Regions from separate parts of the Mus musculus genome. Here region 1 is linked to region 2. The links are chromatin contacts, called in public promoter capture Hi-C maps. All regions are on one chromosome and are shown on one strand. Each heading gives the region's core, a stretch centred on a gene start, on an enhancer-like site or on the middle of the called end of the contact. The rest is flanking DNA. Distances are from core to core; before and after follow the strand shown.

Region 1 (5,551 bases), core at 974-3,473, 2.2 Mb after region 2:
CATATGGGCAGTGTGCACACGAGGAAATATCCATCATTAGGCACCGAAAAGATGCAAATTAAAACCACATCAAGGTAGCATGTTTTACTTCAGGGATGGCTAGAACTTGCAAGAAGAGACAAGTGCTGGCAAGGCTGTGGGAGAACCAGGAAGTTAAATCCCATTACTTTCTCCCTACCAGACATATTGCTCCTAATTATATAGCCAGGGAATCATACTCTGGATTGAAGGAGGAGAGAGCAGGACTGCTAAGAGACTCTGTCAGCAGAGTTCTGGACCACAGAACGTGGGAAGTTTCCCTGGGGTCCTGTCGGAAGGAAAGTCTCCACCTCTACCACCAAGGTACTGCCAGGTTCAGACACTGCGTTCTGTGTCCACTCCACAGGCAGAGGAAAGCAACCTCATGCAGGTGGGAGCGACCATGGCTTCTGCATATGCCTTTCCTATGTTGTCTTGCACTTTGGTGATTTCTGCAGCTTTGGTTTGCCGGGAGATGAGGGTATCAATGCCCCGTGGCTTGAGGAATCCCTGAAGCCCCTTCGGAGGAGGGAAGGAGAACTCCAGGCCTCAGCACCTCAGTATACTCTAGGGAGACATCATAATAGGAAGAGAGTCACTGGGACCATGGGGGCCTGGGAAAGCCAAGAGCGACCGCTAAAGGGCATTAAGGCTACTCTGGGAACCTCCTGTCCGAAACAGGGCCCTGCAGGACCTGATTTGCCCATTTAAGAGGTAAGCTGGGGAGCTGGGCGTGGTGGTGCACGCCTTTAATCCCAGCACTTGGGAGGCAGAGGTAGGTGGATTTCTGAGTTCGAGGCCAGCCTGGTTTACAAAGTGAGTTCCAGGACAGCCAGGGCTACACAGAGAAACCCTGTCTCGAAAAACCAAAAAAAAAAAAAAAGGAAGTAAGCTGGTATGTGCTCTCCAAGTGCAATCTAAGGTTTTAACTCTTAAAACAATGGCCTAGGGCCAGAGGCATGGCTCAGTGGTAAGTGCTTGACTAGTCTTGTGTGGGGCATTGATTCTATCCTCCATACAAGGAAAAAAAACTACATTCACTATAAGTACAACTTTCTACCTCCTCTGTAAGGAGACCCAACCACCCAACCAAAAGAAAAATCACACTCTAATAGCGTCTGTTATAGAACTGCTGTTGGTGACTCACTAAATTGAATCAAAAATGTCTCCCCCACCCCCAAGAGCAGGGTCCTAGATAGCACCCCCTGGTGGCAGCAGAGGTGATGATGGGGCCTGATCCAAGAACTCCCACCAGCTGGGGCTATATGAGGGGTGCTGGCCTGAGGCCCGACATCCAAAGTGTCCCGAGGCACTGGGCAACTTCCTAGTAGGTCTTTCTCTGAGAAGTTGCCCACCTGAGTGGGGGTAGCTCTGACCATCAGGCTGGCTCTGAAGATTAAGGGTTCTCTTCTCAGGTGCTCAGACCTAAAGCCCCTGAACCTAGCCGTAAAGGTGGACAACTGAGCCTGTTGTGTGGAGGTCGGCTCTTCCTTGGTCACTGCACCAGGAGAGCAAGGAGGCTTCTGGGAAGAGCGAAGACCACCAGAGGTTGTTTGCTCTATCAATGAGCTCACCACCCACGAGGCAGGATGCTCTGGGGGAGTCCTGCCTTTTCTCACCAGCCACCATCTGCGGGTAGGACAAGTTTCCTGGCCTTGTGGTTAGTGAGACCTTCTTTAGGTGGGTGTATACAGCGCCTGGGACATACTTTAAGTTTGGACCCTTCCAGACCTGCACAGAGAGGACTTCAGGACTTCAGCTGAGCAGTCCGCAGGGAGAGCTCCGGGGAGATCTGGGGCTCAGGAAACTTTGCCAAGTGGGGAGCCCAAGGCATGCCCGAATCTTCTGAAGCAGAGAAGTTAGTTGCCCTGGGCACATCCCTCTTAGAGCCCCAGTCTTAAGCCAGAAGGGGAACCTCCTCCTCTGTTGAAATGGAAAACTCTAGCCCCTTCCCCTCTCACCTGGGGCAGGTGTGACCCAGCTCCCAAGGACTTCCCAGCTGCCTCCAGCCCCGAAGCGCTGCGAGCTGGGGGCGGAGATCCGGCCAACCCCTACCTCTCAGTGTCTCCAGTTTCCCGTAGTTGGGGACCCTGTGACTGGAGTGCGTTTTCACCAGGAAGGAGCGCGGCATGGTCCCCTCCCGAGAGCAGGCAGAGTCTAGCCAGAGCCTGCAGCGGGATTACCGACTGCAGAGTCTGGCGGCGCCGGCGGGCCGCGCGGCCGGCAGGTGCGAGAAGGGTCAGGCTCATTAGCATAGCGCACCACCTCAGCCAACCAGCGCGGAGCACGGCGGGGCGGGGCCGCGAAGCCACGCCCAGGACAGGTGCGCGGGCGGGGAACCCGCCGCGTGGTCGGCGGTGTCTGCCCCACGGGACTCCGCTGGCCCGCGTCATGGTCACGCACCGACCCCGCGGGGGCTCGCCATCGACCTGCCCTGGATGAAAGAGCAGAGTTCAGGGTTAGGTGACAGGTGCCAGCCAACTTGGCCGAGCAGAGTCCCTAACCTCTCCAGCATCCTTTATAATCCATGCCCAGGAGAGTCGGAACAGCCCTGTCTGGTTGTCTAGGCTCTCCGTGTGGATGTTTACGACGTTAGAGTCTGGTGGGACAGTCTCTGGGGTAGGTGGACAGAGCACCAACTGGGTGTGTCTGTCTGTGGCTGAGTAGCAGGGCTGTGTGGCCAGAACTGAACTTTACCCTATAACCCCACATTCCTTGGCATCTGTGGGCTGAGGTGGGAAGGGAAGGTGAGTCGGCAGCGTAGGAGACAGTGGGGGAAGGGGCCTGAGTCACCCTGGCGTTCACATTCACGGTTGCAGGGCACGGTAGCTGGTGTCATTCCGTTTCTGGGAGAAAAGCAAGGTTCTGAGAGTTCTGTGGTCGACAGAACTGGTAACATTAGCCCACACTCCTGGCTGGTCAGATGTGGCTGCAAGTACTCTTTTGTTATGGTGTAATTGTGTGGAAATAGGGCATCTGTGGGAAGGCTATCTGAGGACACATTCCTGCTGGCTGCCCATTCCCCTGTACCTTGGATTTGTAAGTAGCCTTTTTTGTAACCTCTCCCCTTCCAGGCATAGATAAAAAGCCTATGGTTCCTAAACCGGCTTGCACTTGCATATCCTTCCTGTCCACCCACACAATGCGTAGCCTTGGGCTGACTCTCCCAGCTCATCTCCTAACCTCCTTAAAGAGGGATGATCTGGCCTGCTTGAGGGGAACTGCCAGTTTCATGAAAGGTGCTGGGCCCACCTTTGAGGCGGGGCCCCAATAGGCTTCTGACATTCATAAGCCATTACCGTGAAGGAAATTGGAGATCCCCACTTCTCTGAGCCCCCTCACCTTGCTGCTGTGCAAGTTCATTCTTCAGCTATGACTCACAGTTACAGGCCAGCAGGCTTCATGCAGCCCCAGGGAAGAGGTAGTAGCTGTCTCCAGCACTGGGGTTTAAAATTCTTAAGCCCACGGCTGTGGGAAGCCTTCCCAGCGGGAGAGAGGCTTGCCTCAGCCAACACAAGCCTCTTCAGGGCTTTTCCTAAAAAGGCTGAGACAAGCTGTCTGTTGCCTACGCACGCTGTGTTGCTCCTTCAGCAGAAGTACAGGTTTGGGAACCACGCAGGGCCCCACGCAGATCTCAGCCACCCCCAGAAGCACATGGAGCGGGCCACAGGAAAACCAGCAGCCCTGACAATAGTGAGGTACACTCACCCAACAACTCCACCTGCTTCCTCACAGGGGGCTCCCACCGACCGGCCCACAGGAGGAGATGCAGTCTGTTTATGCCTTGGTCCCTGGTATATTGCCAGAGCTAATAGATAGTGTCACTCATGGGTCGGACTGTGTCTATTCAATGTATTCAACTGTGTGATTTAATTCAGATGCTAAATCTTTACAGATGTTGCAGATTCAAGAGAGCTTAACCCACTGATTAATGTCCTAGCAAAGAGGGCAATGGGACTTTGGTGTGCACAGGGGTGGTGGGAGAGTTGGGATAGAGGCTTAAGGCCTGAGTGGTTAGCAACGAGGGAGCCCTTGTCCCCTTCCCTTGCTGATACACCTCCATGTTGGACTTCTGGCCTCCAAATACGTTTCTGGTGTTCTCTCAGAGGAACACTCTGTGGTATGCCATTCCAGAGGACCGCGATAACTTGCACTGATGACATCCTGAAAGCATTGGGTCAGCAGACTGGGTCTGCCCTCCAGAAGTCCAGCAGACTGCCCATCACAGCCTCCGTGGGGGACACAGCTGTCATGGCCCCGCTCTCAGGGCCACAACCTTCCTTCCCTGTGGTTTCCCGGGGTGTCTGGAGTTCAGAACTGTGCATTGATTAAGGGAGGTGTGATCTGCAGATAGCCTCACCAGTCCATCTTCCTCCTGCTCTTCCCGGAGGAAAAGCTCAGAATGAGGGTGGAGGCGGGCTCAGCCTCCCCACTCCCTTGGCCTGACACTGAGTGCAAGGATTGCTGCAGAGGGTCTTTGATCTACAGAAGGCGTTCCGCTCGCTATCAAGAGATTTCAGTTGGAAATAGCCTTTGTAGAGGGAGTCCTTGAACAGCGCCAGGTCTGGACACCATTGTGTGCGGGTGAAGCCTTTTTCTCCGGTGTTTTCAGTGCTCAGAAGGGGGCAGAGAGCGCTGACATCTCACAGAGCAGGAACCAACACGAGGACAGACTGTGTTACTGCCCGTCACCGAGGCCTGGCCCACCCTGGCGTTTCATATACAGGGAGACTTTCTCAACCTCCTCCTGACATCAGATCTTTAGCTGAGGGTCTGGGGTCCCTGCAGGCACCTTGGTTTCCAGGTGGGCTGAGTAGAAAGGCTCCACCCTGTCCTCCCCCACCCCATACAAGCTTGAAACAGGCTCTCCAAAATCCCTTCAAGTAATGGGAATGAGCTCAGATTGGGGGAGGGGGGTTCCTGCACTAAGTAGGTGATACCACATACCACACAAATGTGTGTGAAGGATTCTGGGAAGGCAAGACTCCTGTAGCTGGGTATGGTGGTGGATGGATGAAGTGTGGCTAGGCTAGGCACTGGTTAATTGGTTCAAAGGTGAGGCTCTGAGGCATGCCGTGCTACAGCCTTACAATCACACACAGTCTGCTCTGGTGCTTCCGGGATCTCCTAAGACCCAGGGATCGCTGGCCAGTTCCTCGGAGACCCAAAGCTGAGGAGCCCCATGCTCTGGATTTTTGCCTCTGGTGACCACACGACCCTTTCCTAAGAGGAAAGTCCAGGAATGTGTGACAAGGGTGTTTGCTTTCTAGGAAGCAGGGTGCTAGCTTCCGGTGCTGTTGCATAACTTGAAACTACAGGCATGTTGCTGCCAGCCCAGGTTTCTGACACCCTAGATGCCATAGGGCACAGCAGCATGAGTTGGAGAGGATGGCTGAGTGGGCGGGAGAGTCACAGGGGAGTCCTAGGTGACTTCCTGATACTGCTAGAATAGTCCAAGGTGGAAGAATAGTCCTTAGCTAACTGAACTTTCAGCCTAGAGAGGGTGAGACACATCTTAGGCAGGAACCACCCG
Region 2 (5,571 bases), core at 2,989-5,488:
CTCTGAGAAGGAGGTATAGTTTGGCCAGTGTCCTGCTCAGTTTGAAGCTCTTTCTGTGGAAATTTGTAGTGTTTCCTGTATTCAGATGGAAAGGAAGGGGACAGGAGAGGGAGGGAAGGGAAGGGGAGGGGAGGGGAGGGAAGAGGGAGGAGTGAGAAAAAGAAAGGCAGCCAAAGATCAAGTCTTCCCTTTGAGTCCCCAGGTACCTGGAGGGCAAACCCAGAGCCCTACTGCTTCTGTAGCTGTAGATGGACAGCCTACCAGTAACTGGGTTCTGGGATGGATGCCACAGAGGAGCATGCACAGGAAGAAGGATGTGCAAAAGGCCCAGGGAGAAAGATGTCAAAACTGGATGGTGGGAAAAGCTGGGCCCCTTGGAGGTGTTTCAGTTTGACTTCAGGTTCGAGGGAAGAATGAAGGATGGAACAGCCAAAGACGGCAGTGGGGGAGGGTAACGCTGGTGGATGGGTTCTTTTTTGAATTATCTTTACTCTTTGAAAAATTCTGAGCCTCTATAACATTTTTGGTCTTACCTGATCCCTGCTGTGTTCTCACTTTTTGAGACAGTTTTCACGAAGCAGCCCAGGCTGGTCTTGAACTTCCCGTGCATCTCCAGGGTGCTGGAATAATGGAAAGCACCATCCTGCCAGATGGTCTGATGATTCTACAACAGAAGGCACCAAGAGGTTTGGAGTCCTGCGTCCCTGGTCCCAACATTGATTGGGCCCTGTAAAAACTAGGACAGCACAAGGCAGGCGAGCTGGGGCTCGGCCTCTTGGGAGAAGCAGCTGGAAAGCAGACACAGTTCCCCGTGTGGTGCTGAGACCTGGAGACAGCTGGGGGTGGGGGTGGGGGTGGGGGGCGGTTTGGGAGATGCCCCCACAGGCAGCTGCAAATGTGGGCTGCGACCAGATCCTCTGTCCTTCTGTGTTATGTTCTCCATGGAACCTGTAGGCTGTGCTTTCTCTGCCCTGAGCCAGGGCTGCTGGGAGATGCAAGGTTATTCAGGCCTTGGAAAGTAACAGGCAGGGAAGGGGCGTGGCCCCTCCCTCCACAGCTGCAGGCAGGGGATGGATGGTTCTGCTGGGTACCCTGAATCCAGATGCAGGCACTCTTGACAGGCACAGGTGGATAGGGCTGTCCAGTTGGAGCTTTCTTTGTACATCTGAGCAGCCAGGTTTGGTGCTGGAACGACTTGGGAACATAGAGTAAAAACTAAGGTGCCTGGGTGTTTTGAACATCTGGCACCACACAGTTAGCTCTGTGTCCAGACCAGAGACTGTGAGAGTTTCGGTTTCCTTAGGTCTGTGGTTGGGAACACACAAAGAAGACAGATGAGATTCTGAGGCAGTTCCTGCTTCACACTGGATTTAGAGTGAACCTCCTGTCAGCTTATTAAGGAGCCTAGGGGTGGGTTTCCTCACTCAGCCTGCTCCTGGGGGCTGCTTTCTCCTTACTCTGAACCTCAGACCCTTCGTGGGGAAAGCTGGGGCACAATGCCACAAGCCATGTGTTTTGCAGGGAGGCAGGCGTTGGTCCCAGAGGGACCAGCCATGCATTCAGCATTACTCAGCCTGTAGTGAGATGGAGCCTGAATCCCTCAGCTCTTTCCTCTTAGACAGGGTCTCACTGTGTAGCCCAGGCTAGCCTTGAACTTGAGATCCTCTCGCCTCAGTCTCTGGAGATCCTGCACTGTCAGGATGGCCTCCGTTCTGCTTCTCTCAGCCCTAAAGAATGTACCCTTTTGTTAGCTCCGCTTTCCTGATGAAAAGAAAGGGGCCCAGAGAGCTCAGAAGCACCCCACCGCCCTCTTCCCCCACCCCTCAGGTCACAGAGCTAGCTAGTCAATGTTGCTATGATGTCAGTCTGGTATGTCTGGCTGTGCTGTGGCTCTGCCACCATGTCACCCACCCCCATATGACTCAGCAGCGTCACCTGTCTTCTTCCTCCTCTGATTTGTGCCAGGGGATTTCCTGAGTCATTCAGCCGCTGAGAGAAACACAACCCACTCCTCCCGCCCACTTCACACACAGAGGCACACACACAAATATGTGCATACATGCACATACATTCACGTGCCTGCAGAGTACACACACACACACATGCCTGCCTGTAAACACAAATACATGTCTGTATAACACATAAACACATGTGTGCACCATACATATATGGATGTCTGGAGTTGCATATTCAAATACATATGCATGTGTATGTATCTATGCATTAGTACACACAAACAAATGTAAAACACGCATGTATGCCTACACTTGTTTACACAAACACCAGTACATACATGTGTATATACACAGCACATGTATGTATGTATCAACACACACACTTGCTAACATGCACATACATAGTCTCCTGTCATATCAGCCTCCTGTGCCAGGCATCTCTTGCTTTCATTTGGACTACCATGGAGGAAGCTTGTGCCCATTGCACATAGCAGGAGACTGAGGTTTGTAGAGTTATGAGGTCTGCCTCTGCCTTAGGTACACACAGCTGGCAGGATGGGGTTTAGGGCTTTGGACTTAGGTATGAAGCCAGTCTTGGCTATGCTGTGTGCAGGATGGACTTAGGAGGATTGGCTCTTGGGAGACAAAAGGGTGCAGGAGGCAGAAGAGGGCAAAGGAAATAAGAAAGAAAATGGACGATGAACAGACATGGAGGGAAAACGGCAGCCCCAGCTGAGATCCTAAGGCTGAGAGAGACTTAAGGGCTCTGAAGATGGGCAGCTGGGCCAGGCTGAGGGAGACCTGGGTGAGCTTAGGTAGGAACAGCTTTCCCAGGCTCCTTCCTATGGAGTGAGACACCCAGGCCCTTCCTGAGTAAGAACAGACAGGGTCCTTTCATCAGCCTCTCCTCTAACAAGGTATGAACCACGCCAGCAGCCAGGGGATGCCTCCCCGCCCTGGTCTGCGAGACAATTTGCTGAGCCAGCACTTTTTTGGGCCAGGGAAGGGACAGAGTCCCATCCTCTGCCATGTTGACACCCCACCCCAGTTGATTCTGGAGCTCTGGAATGTTAGGGATTCCCAAGAGGCCCTTCCTCCTGCTCATTTGGAGGGGGGGGGGAGCAGCCTTATTTACATGTCAGCTCACCAAGTGGTGGCAGTGGTGGTGGTGGGGCTCCTGCCTTTGGGGTTCAGGCACCATCTCCAGCTGGCAGGGTAGACAGCTGGAAGCTTCTGGAAAGTAACTGCTCACAGTTTTGAAGCTTTGAGGGCTCCTTTTACAGATGGGAGACGATTGCTTAGTGACCCAGCCTGAGCCAAAGGGCACCATCTGTGTGTGTGTGTGTCATACATGTGTGTGCCTGTGTGCCTAGGAGGCGCCAAGGACAGTCTCCAGCAGCTTCTGGGTGACAGGGGCCAGATGTCTGCCTGGGGAGGCCACATACTCCTAGCAGAACCCTGCTGCCTGGGTCTGAATCCTGCCTGGCCTCTTGAGTCATAAAATGAGGGGCATCCCACACTTGCTTCTTGTGGGGAAGTAACTAAGAGGCATGTAACAGCTCTGAACTTGGCCTGCAAAGGGTTTGTCTCTGCATTAAATAACTACAATGTATCTGCATACAATACACTAAGTCCTGGATATCTGTGGTCTCAGCAGGAACACTTTAACAAGAAGGAAAAGGGCACAGAGAGGTTGAGTCCTTAGTCCCAGGACACACAGTACCCTTCTTACCTCTACCCCTAGGGTGATCTGGTGGGCCCTGTCCAGTCAGAGGGAGGGGGAGAGGGGAGATAGGCTGGGAGGACTTTGTCTCCAGGGTGATGCAGGAGACAACTCCTCTTTCCTCTGTCTTCAAAACTAGGGCACTGGGCTTAGAAAGGTGACCCCCAACCCTGGGCTGCTGAAGGGCCAGGACCTCCCCAGATCTTGGAGGGGGGTTACCCTTCCCAAGCCTCCCTAGACACCCATCGTCCTCACCTGGCACTAGCGCGTCCGGCTTGACCTTTTCTTAAAGATCAGCGGCAGCGGCTGATGGGTTTCGTGGGTCCCAAAGGAGACCCTTCAGACAGCCCGAGCCACGGGCTGCAGAGCCCCTAATTGGAGCAATGAATCACCGCGGGCTCCTGCTGGACACAGAATAGACAGAGGAGCTGGGGCCTATTGTGCCATAGTTTGGGACACAGGGGGGTGAGGGGGTAGGAGAGGGTGGGGAGAGAGGAGGAGGGGGTGGAGGAGGGGGTTGGGGAAGAGAAGAGGTCAGGGGAGGAGGAATCGAGAGGAGAGGATGAGTCAGAGGAGGAGGGGCGGAGAGAGGTAAGAAGAGGAGGAGGATTAGAAGGAGGAGGAGGAGGTAGGGGAGGAGAGGAGGGAGAGGAGGATTAGGAGAAGGAGGAGTCCGAGTCAGGGGAGGAGGAGCCTGGGAAGAGGCGGGCAGCAGGGCGGCGCGAGGGAAGGCTTCTCCGCCTCCGCCTCCCTCCCGCGCCCTCCGCCCCGCGCCGCCCCGCCTCCCTCCTCCCCAATTAAATGACCCGACGCTCGGGCCGGCGCCGGAGCTCGCACATGCGGCCGCCGCAGCCGCCCGGGGCCCGTCGCCACCGTCGCCACCGCCGCGTTCCGGGCGCGCTCTCCGGCGCCGCCTGGGCCCGCGCCGCCACCCGCCGGGACTCGGCAGCCCCGGGCACCGCCGCGGAGACCCTCGGTGCGCCCCGGGCCGCGTGCGCGCCGCCGCGCGCCAAACTTTGCGAGTTGGGCGCGGGGCCTCGGTGCGCGCGGCCCGAGCAGCGGCAGCCGCGGGGCGCGCGGAGGCGGACGCGGCGGCCGGGCCATGAGCGGCCGGGCGGCGCCGCTCTCCCGTAAGCAGCGGCTCATGGCAGCGGCGGGCGCGGCCCTGTCGTGCTTCATCTGCGGCGGCGGCATCGCGCGCGGCAAGGAGCTGAAGCTGCCGGTGAGGCCGGCGGGCCCCGCGCAGCCCTTCTTCCCGTTCCTGCAGCAGCAGGAGCCGGCGCCCGGCGCGCGCGGGCTGAGCGCGACCGATGGCTGCGTGCTGGTGTGCGCCGTGTGCCGCTGCTTCCTGGCCGAGCAGTGGGCCGCCTTCGAGCGCGCGCGCACGCCCGTGGACAAGCGCGTGTACTGGCTCAAGAGGCCGCATCAGTGCGACGCGAGCGCGGCTGGCCGGCGCGGGGCCCGCGAGTGGAACACCGAGGACGCGCGCGACTCGGAGCTGTCGGAGCTGTCGGACGCCGACGCGCTGCCCGAACCGGAGCCCGAGCCCGAGCCCGAGCCCGAGCCGGAGCCGGAGCCTGAGCCCGAGGATGCGCACGACTCCAGCAAGTCCGGAGCCCGGCGCCGGCGCACGGGGCCAGGGGCGCACTGGGCTCCGGAGCCGCGAGCCAGCGTGCTGAGGGGCATCCAGGAACCCTGGCCCGGCCCCGCTGCGCCCGACGGCACGGACGGCGCCGCCTCCAGCCGGCCCGCGGCGCCCCCAGAGCGCAGTAGCACCCCCGAGGGCAACGACGTCGCCGGGAGCCTCGGGGACGAAGGGCTGGAGCGGCCTCCCCGGATACCCGCGGACAGCCAGGCCCGCTGTTGCTACGTCTGTGGCTCGGCGCTGTCACC

Evidence for each region. Promoter capture Hi-C pulls out the DNA fragments that hold promoters and counts their contacts.
Region 1: a contact with region 2 is called in a promoter capture Hi-C map of embryonic stem cells, with 5 times the contacts expected there. The contact joins the promoter of Snai3 here to the promoter of A330074K22Rik in region 2. A contact is called at or near these places in 2 of 39 promoter capture datasets (embryonic stem cells and pre-B cells).

Annotation. Positions count from the first base shown.
Region 1 is chr8:122,458,466-122,464,016 of GRCm38.p6, forward strand. Snai3 (snail family zinc finger 3) reads right to left here and starts at 2,224. Exons shown (of 3, transcript NM_013914.3): 1 at 2,074-2,224. The coding sequence starts at 2,149.
Region 2 is chr8:120,223,992-120,229,562 of GRCm38.p6, forward strand. A330074K22Rik (RIKEN cDNA A330074K22 gene) reads right to left here and starts at 4,239. Exons shown (of 3, transcript NR_110496.1): 1 at 3,934-4,239; 2 at 534-664. It also overlaps a transcript of Gse1 not described here.